2 separate regions of the Cyprinus carpio genome follow, and region 2 is linked to region 1. The links are chromatin contacts, called in public Hi-C maps. All regions are on one chromosome and are shown on one strand. The core of a region is the stretch at or near the end of the contact, and the rest is flanking DNA. Distances in the headings are between cores, read along the strand shown.

Region 1 (5,703 bases), core at 2,243-4,742:
TCCTTGCTTAAAAGTACAAAAGTTTATTTTCTTTTTAATTGACTTTGGAATGGTAGCGTATATCAGTGTATACATTATTATTTCAATAAAAATTCCATTACCATAAAAAAAAAAATTTTTTTGGTAAAACTTTGAAAACAATCTACTAAAGTAAATTTTAAGAAAGAAAAAGAGTGCCTAGTAGCATTAAATACATGAGTATCCACTAAAATATGCCTAATGGTTAATGGTATCTTACAGAAACCATATGCTGGTGACTGTCCACCATTCAAATATAAATAAATAAATTGAACATTTTCCCATTTACATAAAACTAACCAAATGAGGTCAGCTTATTTAACTGGATTTTGTCATTATAAATCATTAAAAATATGGAAAGAACAGCTCAATTTTTCAGTCCATTATAATCATTCAGGCAGATCACCGGGTGAATTTTAAAAGTATGTAGTTTAGTATATCTCTCTATTGTGCATTTCTGCCCACAATCATATTAAACCAAAAACATTATGTCAAACAAAAACAAAAGGACTTGGTCAGAGGTAGACCTTGAAAACTGCATGCATTAAGAATGCATTAATAATTGTGGAAAACAAAGGCTCTGCTTTTCACATGCTGCCCAAATAATGGCGAGTTTGTCAGACACAGCGCAAATTTTTGCCACACAAATACTTCAAAGCATTTCAGGCTTGATGAAAAACACACTAAACCCCAGCTCCAAAGGGGGCAACATGATCACAACCACATATTATACTGAAGACCTGGCTATGTTCAAGACAAAAGCTTGTCCCAACCTGCTGGGTATTTCTTCCCTGTGAGAGATTTGTATTAAAGCTTTCAGTGGTTTTCAGAGTGAGGTAGATACACCTTTCTGCTTCACACTTCCCTTTAGTCTGCCACATGACTCCAGGCCGAGTGGCCAAACAGGTTTTCTTAAGCTGTGTAAGCAGTCCAGTTGTCAGACTTCCCTCGCAAGAGCTCATTGTGTTCAAACAGGTGGTCAGGCTCAATTGTGTTTTATGAAGTGATCACTTAACTAGGTGTATTCTCACTGCATTGCATAAGGCAGCCATCAAAAGAGAGCTGCTGTAATTCTGCACGTTTCAACATGACACCAGCTGCTTAAATCAATACTTTCGCTTGCCAAATAAACTTAAAATGCCTGCCAAATAAACCAACCTCTTGATTGGACTGATAAGAGGAATTGTTTCAACTACTCATTAGAAATGGTCCAAGACTATATGCTAGATTTCTGTGGCGTAACTAAAATAACTTGTCCAAACACCAAAAACTTAATTTGTATGTAATCACTATACAATTATGGTATGCCTCTGTATCACACTAACTCATCTAAGAGTCATTTACTGGTCAGCTTGGTGTTGAACTTTCCGGGTTGTGTATCGCAAAAATGTACGTTTGCTTTAAAACAGCTTTACACATGTTCTGCAGCTCTACAGCTGTTCACAAAGATATGACTGAAATCTAGATTTAAAGACCTTCCAGCAAACAATGTGCCACCTTGACTACACTGACCCACCTAAAATAAAACAACCTGAAAAAGTAAAAGCAAATGAATTTGAGTAAACATGGCATAGAGGATAACAAAAGGACAGCAGAAAATTTCTGCGACCACAAACGAAACTACCCCACCACCACATCACCATTTGACAAATATGTAAGAGGACATTTATCACATCTTTAACGGGATGCATGGCCTGGTTTTGACGTGCCACATAACAGCTGACCAGCAAAGATAAAAGCCACTCTTTGCACTCCTGATCTAAAATTATCAAAACTGTAGAGCTTCAAAATGCTCATTCCACCTCCCCCATTACGGAAAAACAAGGTTTGCGGATCAGCCCACTGTTGGTAACAACTGACCTGTTAAAAACAAGCTAGGCTTCAGATCAAAATTTGACTGCAAGCTTGACTTCAGGAAGGAAAACTTGCACAGACTACACAAAAAAAAAAAAAAAAAAAAAAAAAAAAAAAAAAAAAAAAAGGGATTATTTTTGTATGAATGATTTTGGTATAGATAAGTGTCTAATAACCACATGTCTTGACAACCAACAAATGCCTATAACAAAAGAACTAAATAAAATACTTGTAACTTTTAATTTAGACAATCAACAAAATAAATAAGAAAATTAATATACTTAATCTATTGTCAAACTTGGTGCAATTATTTCTGCATCTGCTGAGACTGAGGTGCTGGCATCAACACCTTTGGCAGGGACAAAGTTCATAAGTGTAATCAAGAAGTTAAACATTATACGTTCTTTGCCGCTTTAGTGTCTCACTCACCCCCAACAACTCACCATGTTTTCTCAGGTCAACTAATGCACATGGACACCATGATGTGTCTGTGTTTGGGTTAAATTATAGCAATTAGGTAGAATGGTCTCTATAGATATCAGAATCCTAACATATTTCAGCATGTATTTGTGGTCATATTCTAATAATAGTGCATATGATGGGTCTAAGTCAGCATTATTTGCCTAAATTCTCATTTTTATGTTATCTGAAAGACTTCAAGAGCCAGAAAGGCTTTTGAAATGTGACTGAATGAAAAAAACTATTTACCTTGAACCATTACAGCTCTGTATATCTGAAGTTGCTTTAAACTCTTTACAATGTAAGGCACACTTTCTTAAAAGAATAAAAACAAACCTGAAACTTAAATGAAAATAAAAAATAAATATAAAATAACAGAAAACAGGAAAAGGACATTGCACCAAAAAAAATAAAAGTCAACAATAAAGTTATTAATTGGGGACCACAAGTTAAACATGAGTAATTTGCACTTACTTTTAAAAAGACGTCACTGAAAATATACAAATATAGTTAGATATAGTTAGATAAATAAAATAAAAAAACACCCTCAAAATAATAAATGCAATATAGAGGTGTCTAACCTCATTAGCACTAAAGCTAACTGACAGAAACGCCATTACATACATCTGCTCTTTAAAGAAGAGAAAAATAAGTGTCCTTAAACGGTTATATGCACTTAAATACGCATGCATAATCAATAAATCAACCAAAATATGCAATTTAGAGTCTATAAAATGTAAGGTTAGGTCCTGTTTTGGGGGTGTTTTAATGCTAGTTCCGCTCAGCATATGCCAAACCGAGTCAACAGGAAAAAAACACAGAATAAATGCTACATTTTCATTACTTTAGATGCAAGTTAAAGCCATTGAAACTCAGTTAACGTCACATATAAAGGTATTTATGACTGACACGTAGGAGTAATGAGCCAAACATAAGGAAATAGAAGATTAAAAACTGACCTGAGCAAAAATAGAATAAAAGTCGAAACGGAGAGGTGAACTGGCTTGCTGAAAGGGGAAACTCTTCATCGGCTTGTATATTTACTGGGGTGAATTCATCTCATCTTGTCATAATTTTTAAGTCGTGCGTCCTTCAGGACTCAACGCTTCATTTCTGCGCGCGCGTGTGTGATCAGATCAGATGAGCGCGCAGCGGGCACTGCCTCATTTATTGCGAGCACACGCATAAAGACGCGCGCGAGCATGCATGAATCCACCCAGTTGAGAAAAACATAGAGCACCGTTTATATATATATATCATATCCTAATGATTTTCGTCATAAAAGAAAAATCGATCATTTTGACCCATACAATGTATTGTTGGCTACTGCTAAAAATATATCTGCTACTTATAACTGTTTTTTTTTGGTCCAGGGTCACAGATATATATATATATATATATATATATATATATATATATATATATATATATATATATATATATATATATATATATATAGCGGCTATTTATTTGTTTGTTTATTTATTGCATTGTTTTGGGCTTCCGTTTCTATAAGTTATTAAACAATACAAATCTATAGCAAACTATCATTGAATCACAAAAATCATTAAAATCACCCTATTGGACAGATAAGGATACCATATTTGAGGAATCGCACACATTTTCTGATAGAACATAAGTTTAAACCAGAAAATACACTACATATATGTTATATAATATAAATGGGTTAATATAGCATTTAAAATGTAAAATCATGACACAAAGGAACATTCTTGAAATTTGTGCACATTAGTTATACAATGCTGGAGGTTTCAGGGTTCAGGGTTCAACACTTTGAAGAGTCATCAGGTGCTTTAGGCACAAATAGACCTCTGCATAATTGAGGTCAGTCCTATTAGATTTCTGTCAGGGCGTCTCTGACAGACTGTTTCCATGATTAAAAATGTAACACTGCCTTGACTTCAGTTTACGCTGCTGTTATTTTATTTATATTAGGAGCTGGCAGTAAAAGTGTAATACACAGGTCTCACAGAGGATTGTAATTACATGCACACAACTCAGTGTTTACATATGTTTGTTTCTTCAATCATGGGATCATTAAACCAAGAAGAATCATCTTTTGGCACTGGTTACAAATCATAGAATCCTATTTTATTCCAGTTCTAATTTCATATTAATTACGCACTATTCTTGATTGGCCAATATCAGATTCCCTACTATGACCACCACCATTATTCTGTGTAGCTTCATAATTGTAGCAGACTTTGCAAGTGTATAATCAGTGGTACTTCATATTTCTCACTGACCCTTATCACAATCTAACCCTTCCTGGATAGTAACAGGCCCACCTAGAGGTACAGAATTACAGCATTGACATCTGTAGGAAATATAAACTCTTACTGACACACAGTGTTTTAAAAAAAGATGATTACTGGAGGTAAAATTATTTGCCCATGTGGTTGAATAGATCATCACATATCATTGTTAAAAGACTTGTCTATGACAGAATCTGCAGTATGATTTCACTGCAGTGTCTCCACATTTACAGAGCTGAGGGTGACATCACTGAAGATACTAAGAGCTCTGATCTGGTTGAGATCACGGATCCGATGTTTGAATTCCAGAAGGTGCGATTTGTTCGCAGCCACTTTGAATTCAGTGTCAGTGCATAAGATCTTCAGCTGGAATTAAAAACAAATTTAATCAGTTGCAATTGAACAAGCATGGAGCAGAGCATAGTTTCGAACAAACATGGCAAGAGACAAATGCATAACCTTAAAAAAGAGTTTTGTTGCAGTATTTTTAGTGATGTTATTTCAGGACGTCTTTTTCTGCTTTTACACACTGACATCCAGTTATCTGATATCTTAGACATTCTCTAATGTCTTTAAACACAATGAGGGCCAGACAGTAAATATTTAAGATGTTTGTTTAATCTAAATAAATTCACGGAGATGAAAAAGAAATAAAATTGTTCGGTGCCATGCTCACCTCAAAAGGCTTTCCTTGGACAAAAGGGAAGAAGGGGAGCTCGCGCTCTTCTTTGCCCCACTGGTTTCCAATCAAGCTGTTTCGTACAATCACTTGCCTTCCGTCTTCATTGAAGCGAGGGTTTAGATGAAACGCAATGTCGTTGCCTCTGTTCAAATTAACTGTGAAACTAATTGGAAGAGAAAATATAAGAATACATAAAAAAAATAAAGGCGACATCACAAATAAGAAGCTTGTGATAATTGTTATATGATAACAATGAAATCAAAATTGGCCACGTGTAATTTCTTAATTTAACTTTTTTTAACACTAGTTCTTAATCTCACTGAAAACAATTCATCGGTGCACATTATTTACAAGCAAAATGTTGGTCTTTGTAATCTTACCAAAATGTATCAACACAACACAATTTATTATGCA
Region 2 (6,096 bases), core at 2,928-5,427, 180 kb after region 1:
GAGACGAATTGTTAAATAAAGTAGTTGTTTTTATTTTCTTTGCATACAAAGCATATTCTCGTAGCTTCGTACAATTACGGTTGAACCCCTGATGTCACATGGATTATTTTACCGATGTCCTTGCTACTTTTCTGGACCTTGATCATGTTAATTACATCGCTGTCTATGGCAGGGTCCGAGAGCTCTCACAATTCATCAGAAATATCTTAATTTGTGTTCCGAAGGTCTTACGGGTTTGGAACGACATGAGGGTGAGTAATGACAGAATTTTCATTTTTGGGAGAACTAACCCTTTAAGTGTCCGTCCAAATATTTTTTATCATCTATCACTGTATTGATAGATGACGAGTAAGGGGAAAAATAATTACCATTAGAAGGAATAATAGTATTAATCAGGTATAATACATGATTTATTTAATTCTGTATGGCATGGTGATTGAGACACAATCAGCGTATGGCGATTATAGATTGTAAAAAGACAAATCTACAAATCTATGTATACTAAATCTCAGCAACAGCCTCACCAGATGCTGGGCTTCCAGCAGAGGTTTTATCAGTGGCAGAGAGTCTGACGCTGTGACTGTCTGAGATCTGAGCTGGCAGAAAGTCTATCTGGGTGATTCCAGAGCCTGTGTGCAGGGTGGACTGTGAGTCTGTGTTCGCCCGAGCTGCTACGACATCCAGAGCCGATCCCAGAAGACGATTCTAAAGATAGAGGAGATATGATAAATGGATAAGCTGATGAACACAATCAATTCATGAATTGCAGTGGAGAAGAGCCTTCTCAGACTTCCAGAATTAATGCTCAGAGGCAAAATAAAACAACCAAGCCAGAGATGCCAGCTAACCATCTGAATTGGTCTCTGTCGGAGCTACCAAGTTTTGTTATCAGTCACTGTCCAAAAAGCGTATTGGTCACTTTTTGTACATGTTATTCTCTCTGCTTTCCACAATTAGGTGCCCAGAGGTCCCAGAGGCATATACATTACATGAGCTGACACAAAGTACACATTGACCATTCTTACACCCTCCATACATGATCTCAGTCTTGTAGGCCATGAGGCTTTCAAAATGCATCTGGATCTCACACTAGCAAAATAACTTTTACAAATGTCTTTTTATAGTATGAATATTTCATCAGAATCTGTTCAAGTCTCTGAAACGAAGACGCAATACAACAGCATGTGACTCTTTAAAACAGATTTCTGCAATTGAAGTCTTTTTGAAATAAAAATGCTCAATGTGCCAAGTAGACATAATCTGTTCAGTATTTGGTACTAAGCAACCCTGATGAACAGAATGAACTATATCAGCCTATCATATCGGAGAATATTTACAGTAGCAAATATATTTAGTTCAAGGGTGGAAAACTTAATTATGAATGTTTTGGTGTAATAATCCTCGACTGACATAAAGTAGACTAAAAATAAAAAAGAAATAAAACAAAAAGAAAAGAAAATGAAATGAAAGAAAAAAATAAACAACGAAAAATAACAAAACATTAAATGAAACAAAAATAAAACTCAACAAAAACCAAAGCAAAATTATACAAAATGAAATAAACAAAAACAAAACAAAACAAATAAAAACAATAACAAAAAAGAATACAAAATAAAAGCAGAAGTAAAAGTAAACAAAACTAAATTAAATAAAATGACTACTAATAATAATAATAATAATAATTTTTTTTTTTTTTTTTTATATTAATATTATTAATTTTTTTTTTTTTTTAGAGGTCTTGCCATTTTTACCTGCAGCTGGATCTGCTGACATTGGATGGTCTCCAGGTGTTGCAGTCTCTGCTGCATCAGAAGGTTAAGTTGTTCCTCCAGGTGGGCTGCTCTCCCAACAGAACTGTTCTCAGTTCTCTCCGGCTGGACACTGGACTCTGCTGCCTGCAGCCTCCTCAGCTCAGCTGTTACCAGTGCGATCTGAGCCTCCATCTCACTCTGAGCCTGATGGGCCAAACAAAGACCGTTTAAAGTCAATGCTATAATACTGTATTGCTATAAGAATGTTACGATATTATAATGCTATATGAAACTAATAATGTCTACCTTGATAAGTGGTGCTGTGGCGGCAATAGTAGCAGCTGTTATGGCTGCCACATTTGCAGAAGTCCCAGGGTCTCCTGATGGAAAAGCAGGTTCTGACTGGCCTCTTGGAGTCTGGGATCTGTCTTGGTCCAACACTTGTACCGTCACATTACGTCTTAAAGGGACACTTTGGGATCTGAGAAACAGTGAAATATTCATGTGTACAAAATAATCATTTTTGATCATACAAGTGAGTGAATGAAATCAGGCATTACCTTTTCTTGAGGGCTGCAGAAACTGCTCCTCTCCCATCAGCAGAGTATGTAGAGATTTGCACGTCTTCACCTGCGGTGTTCAGAAATTTCAATTAGTTTCACATTAGTGACATTCAAAAATATACCAATATGATTCAATAGAATACAATTCAAAACATCATAATGCAATTATATAAATTCATATCTTTTGACTAAGTTTTCTGTCTGCATGATTTCATTTAAGCTATACTTTATATATAATACCAATATAGCTCAAAACAAAATAACAATGTCTGACTTAACGTTTTTAGTCTTCATGATTTTAGTTTTTGATCTTCTTATCTTTGAATATAATACCAGTATAACTGAACAACAATAGAACAGAATAGAATAGAATAGAAATCATACCTTTCGACTTTGAGTTTGCTATCTCCATGATTGTAGTTGGAACTTTACTTTTCTCTTTCCTGAAGGCCTATGATTGTAGTTGGAACTTTACTTTTAGTTTTTAATGATGTAATCAACTTCAGCAAGTTTAAATTGCTTATAAACAACCCAAATATAACTGTAGGAAGGAAAAAACACAACTCACTTTGTCAAAAATGCCAGCAAACTGACTTGATGATCCAGAGGGATGTTGTTCATGGGGCTCAACTGAATTCAGATAAAAAATAATTGATTCTTTTGATCCTTAAATGTATGTCACAATCTAACCACACTCAATCTACTAGTGTTACCTGTGTCTGAAGCTGAAGGATTATTCACACGGTGGACGGGTGGGGTTTCTCTCTCATTCACAGAGTGAACATCTTCAGAGTCTGACAGTCTCCTAATGTAAATATTAACTTGATTACGACTCTCATGCTGTATTTCCTCTCTGCTGGCAGCCAAAGCAGCTCTGGTCGAACGAATTAACACATCTGCTGCATCAGAACTGGATGTAGAGTCGTTTAAGTTCGTGTTATTGACCACAGACACACAACAAGGGTCCATTTCCACTATTATATCAGTAATAAGACAGCTGTTTTCACTGATGTCAGTCTTTAAACAGTTGATAACAACAATGTACAGGCCCAGTGGTTAGCTGTCAAAGGCTTTGATCATTTTCAGGCGTTTCTAACAGTCTTACCGTGAACATGACGTCAACATAACGATTATTGCCTTTATTTCCTGAGATATCCACAGATGTGTTGTTGTCAGTACTGCTTTTGAATTTCCCGCCGCAGGTGATTTTTAAAAGCAGCAGGTTGGTTCAGCCTCTCATTTCTGTTATCACAGTAAATCCCGACTTCATTTCGTAGTATTTTAATGTGATATTCAAAGGATGTTTTCTTTCAGCTCATTTCTGATGTAAATCCAGTTATTTTCTCAGCGTCGGTTGTTGCTGACAACAAAACTTCACAACTGTGATCCTGGAAACAACGACATGATCGCGAGATTTTCAAAATAAAAGTTCCCTGCGTTTCAATCGTGACACTGCTGCCCGGATTTGGTCCTCAGTAGAATTTATTTGATCTGGTAAACATAAGAAATAAATGTTTGTGTTTAAAAATAAATTAATTAATAATATCCTTTATCCCTATTTTTTTAAATAATAAATAAATAATAAGTGAGAAATTCCAGAAGATTTTGATTTTGCATTTTTATGCTGTAGCACAAGTAATCATAAAAGGACTGAGAATGTAAAAAAAAAAAACTGTTTAACTATATTTAATATTTTTATGTTAAAATAAGATGCTAATAAAGCATTTCAATAAAATTTCAAAAAATATTAATATGTAATAATATATTACATAAAAATACAAATATAATTTTTTTTGTTTTTTTCACTTTTTTTTAAATCATAGTATAATACGCGATTTTATTTTTTATTTCATAAGGGCTCTTATTCTGGCTCTGACAGCAAAGGTAAAATATTTAATGTTTTTTTATTTTTTATTTGTTTGTTTTGGGTTTTTTTTTTAAACGCGCTTTGCTTCTTGTTATATGTATTGTCTGTATCTTATTTATTATAAAACGCTTATTAATATATTTATTTTTGGAAGGCATGTTTCGCATATTTAGTGTTATAAATGTACATGTGATATAATGCTAATGTCTAATGTAGCCACTCATCATTACACTGATATCATTTCAAGGCCTCTGTTAGAAAAGAACATGTATTTATTTAGCAGCCTCCGCAGTGTCAATCAAAACAATGGCAGCTCAGGTCACTGAATCAGACCAGATCAAACAGGTAAGAACCTAAGACATTTATAGTTTTGAAATGATTAAGTAGCTATTTAACTGTCCATCTTTGTATTTGACAGTTCAAAGAATTTCTGGGAACCTACAATAAACTGACAGAAAACTGCTTCATGGATTGTGTGAAAGATTTCACCACAAGAGAGGTCAAGCCAGAAGAGGTGTGCGATTATGTTGTTTATGCTTCTATTTCTGCAAGAGGATAAACAGATCATTTAAAACAAAATGAGTCAGTTAACTTGATTTAAATTGTAACTTGTGTTTCCAGACTTCATGTTCTGAGAGCTGCTTACAGAAGTATCTGAAGATGACGCAGAGGATCTCCATGCGCTTTCAGGAATATCACATCCAGCAGAATGAAGCGTTGGCTGCTAAAGCCGGTTTATTAGGACAGCCACGATAATCATCTGCTGCTGGACTGAACTCCAGACTGTTTCGCCAGGGTCTCTCTATTCCAGCATGGAGCAGAGCGGCATGGCAGAGGACGCAGGCACTGCGAATACTGTGAGAAGTCCTCTAACTGGATCGTCGGAAATTTTAGTTTCCCAAAGGACAGACACTCTCGTTTTGACCATTATGCTGGTCTTCCCTAAAACACGAAAGATCTTGACTGTTTTTATGTTAATGTGCTCCAAAATAAAATATTAGTCAACTCTAATATTCAGTCTCATGTATAATTTAGCTAATGAGATTAAAAGGAATAGTTCACCCAAAAATTAAAGATGTAGATAAGTTTGTTTCCTCACGGGAACGGATTTGGAGAAATTCATCATTCCATCAATTGCTCACCAGTGGGATCCTCTGCAGTGAATGGGTGCCGTCAGAATGAGAGTCCAAACAGCTGATAAAAACATCACAGTAATCCACAAGACACCAATCTTGTGATGTGAAAAGCTGCGTTTTTAATAAATCCATCAAATTGTTTTAACTTTGAAATTTTCACATATCAGTCCTTAATCCATAAATCTATGCCCTGTTGTCTTCTCACATCAATCGATTCAGACAAGATTACTTTGTGACTGTAGAAAGCAATGGTTTTAAGTTAAAGACATCTTAATGATGGATTTGCTTCTTACAAACAGCTTTTCACTTCACAAGATATTAATTGATGGACTGGAGTCATGTGGATAACTTGTGGATTATTGTGATGTTTTAATCAGCTGTTTGGACTCTCATTCTGACGGCACCCATTCACTGCCATTGGGGAGCAATTTACTTTAATTTACTTAATTACTTCAAACCGGTTCCCAAGAAACAAACTGATCTGCATTTTGGGATGGCCTGAGGGCGAGTAAATTTTCAGCAAATTATTGAATCTTTTTATTATTAAACTTATCAATTCCTTTAACAAGTGTAAGTTGTGCGTAGATTTTATTGGTATTGACTGGCTAGATGAATTTCAGAAAACATGGCCATATGAGTGGTAATTCAGTCCAAAATAAATAGATTTTTGCCCCTTTTTAAATCCTTTGCCGTTATTGCAATTTTGCATTGTGACATATCAATGAAACTTGAGTGAACTGAAAATTAAATGTGAAGTATTTCCACATCGTGGTAGTTTT

Evidence for each region. A called contact is a pair of places that touch in the nucleus more often than the background predicts.
Region 2: a Hi-C map of skeletal muscle shows a contact between it and region 1, with 2.1 times the contacts expected there. The contact joins the promoter of timm9 here to the promoter of fbxo34 in region 1. A contact is called at or near these places in 2 of 8 Hi-C or Micro-C datasets (both in skeletal muscle).

Annotation. Positions count from the first base shown.
Region 1 is chrB17:4,430,029-4,435,731 of ASM1834038v1, forward strand. fbxo34 (F-box only protein 34) reads right to left here and starts at 3,493. Exons shown (of 3, transcript XM_042743254.1): 1 at 3,291-3,493. lgals3b (galectin-3b) reads right to left here. Exons shown (of 6, transcript XM_042743262.1): 5 at 5,284-5,452; 6 at 4,253-4,973. The coding sequence ends at 4,815.
Region 2 is chrB17:4,609,585-4,615,680 of ASM1834038v1, forward strand. timm9 (mitochondrial import inner membrane translocase subunit Tim9) reads left to right here and starts at 4,178. Exons shown (of 4, transcript XM_042743272.1): 1 at 4,178-4,198; 2 at 4,429-4,526; 3 at 4,600-4,695; 4 at 4,803-5,192. The coding sequence starts at 4,488. The coding sequence ends at 4,937. kiaa0586 (protein TALPID3) reads right to left here and starts at 3,769. Exons shown (of 33, transcript XM_042743270.1): 1 at 3,420-3,769; 2 at 3,028-3,224; 3 at 2,883-2,944; 4 at 2,699-2,765; 5 at 2,312-2,381; 6 at 2,058-2,232; 7 at 1,752-1,955; 8 at 525-705. The coding sequence starts at 3,439.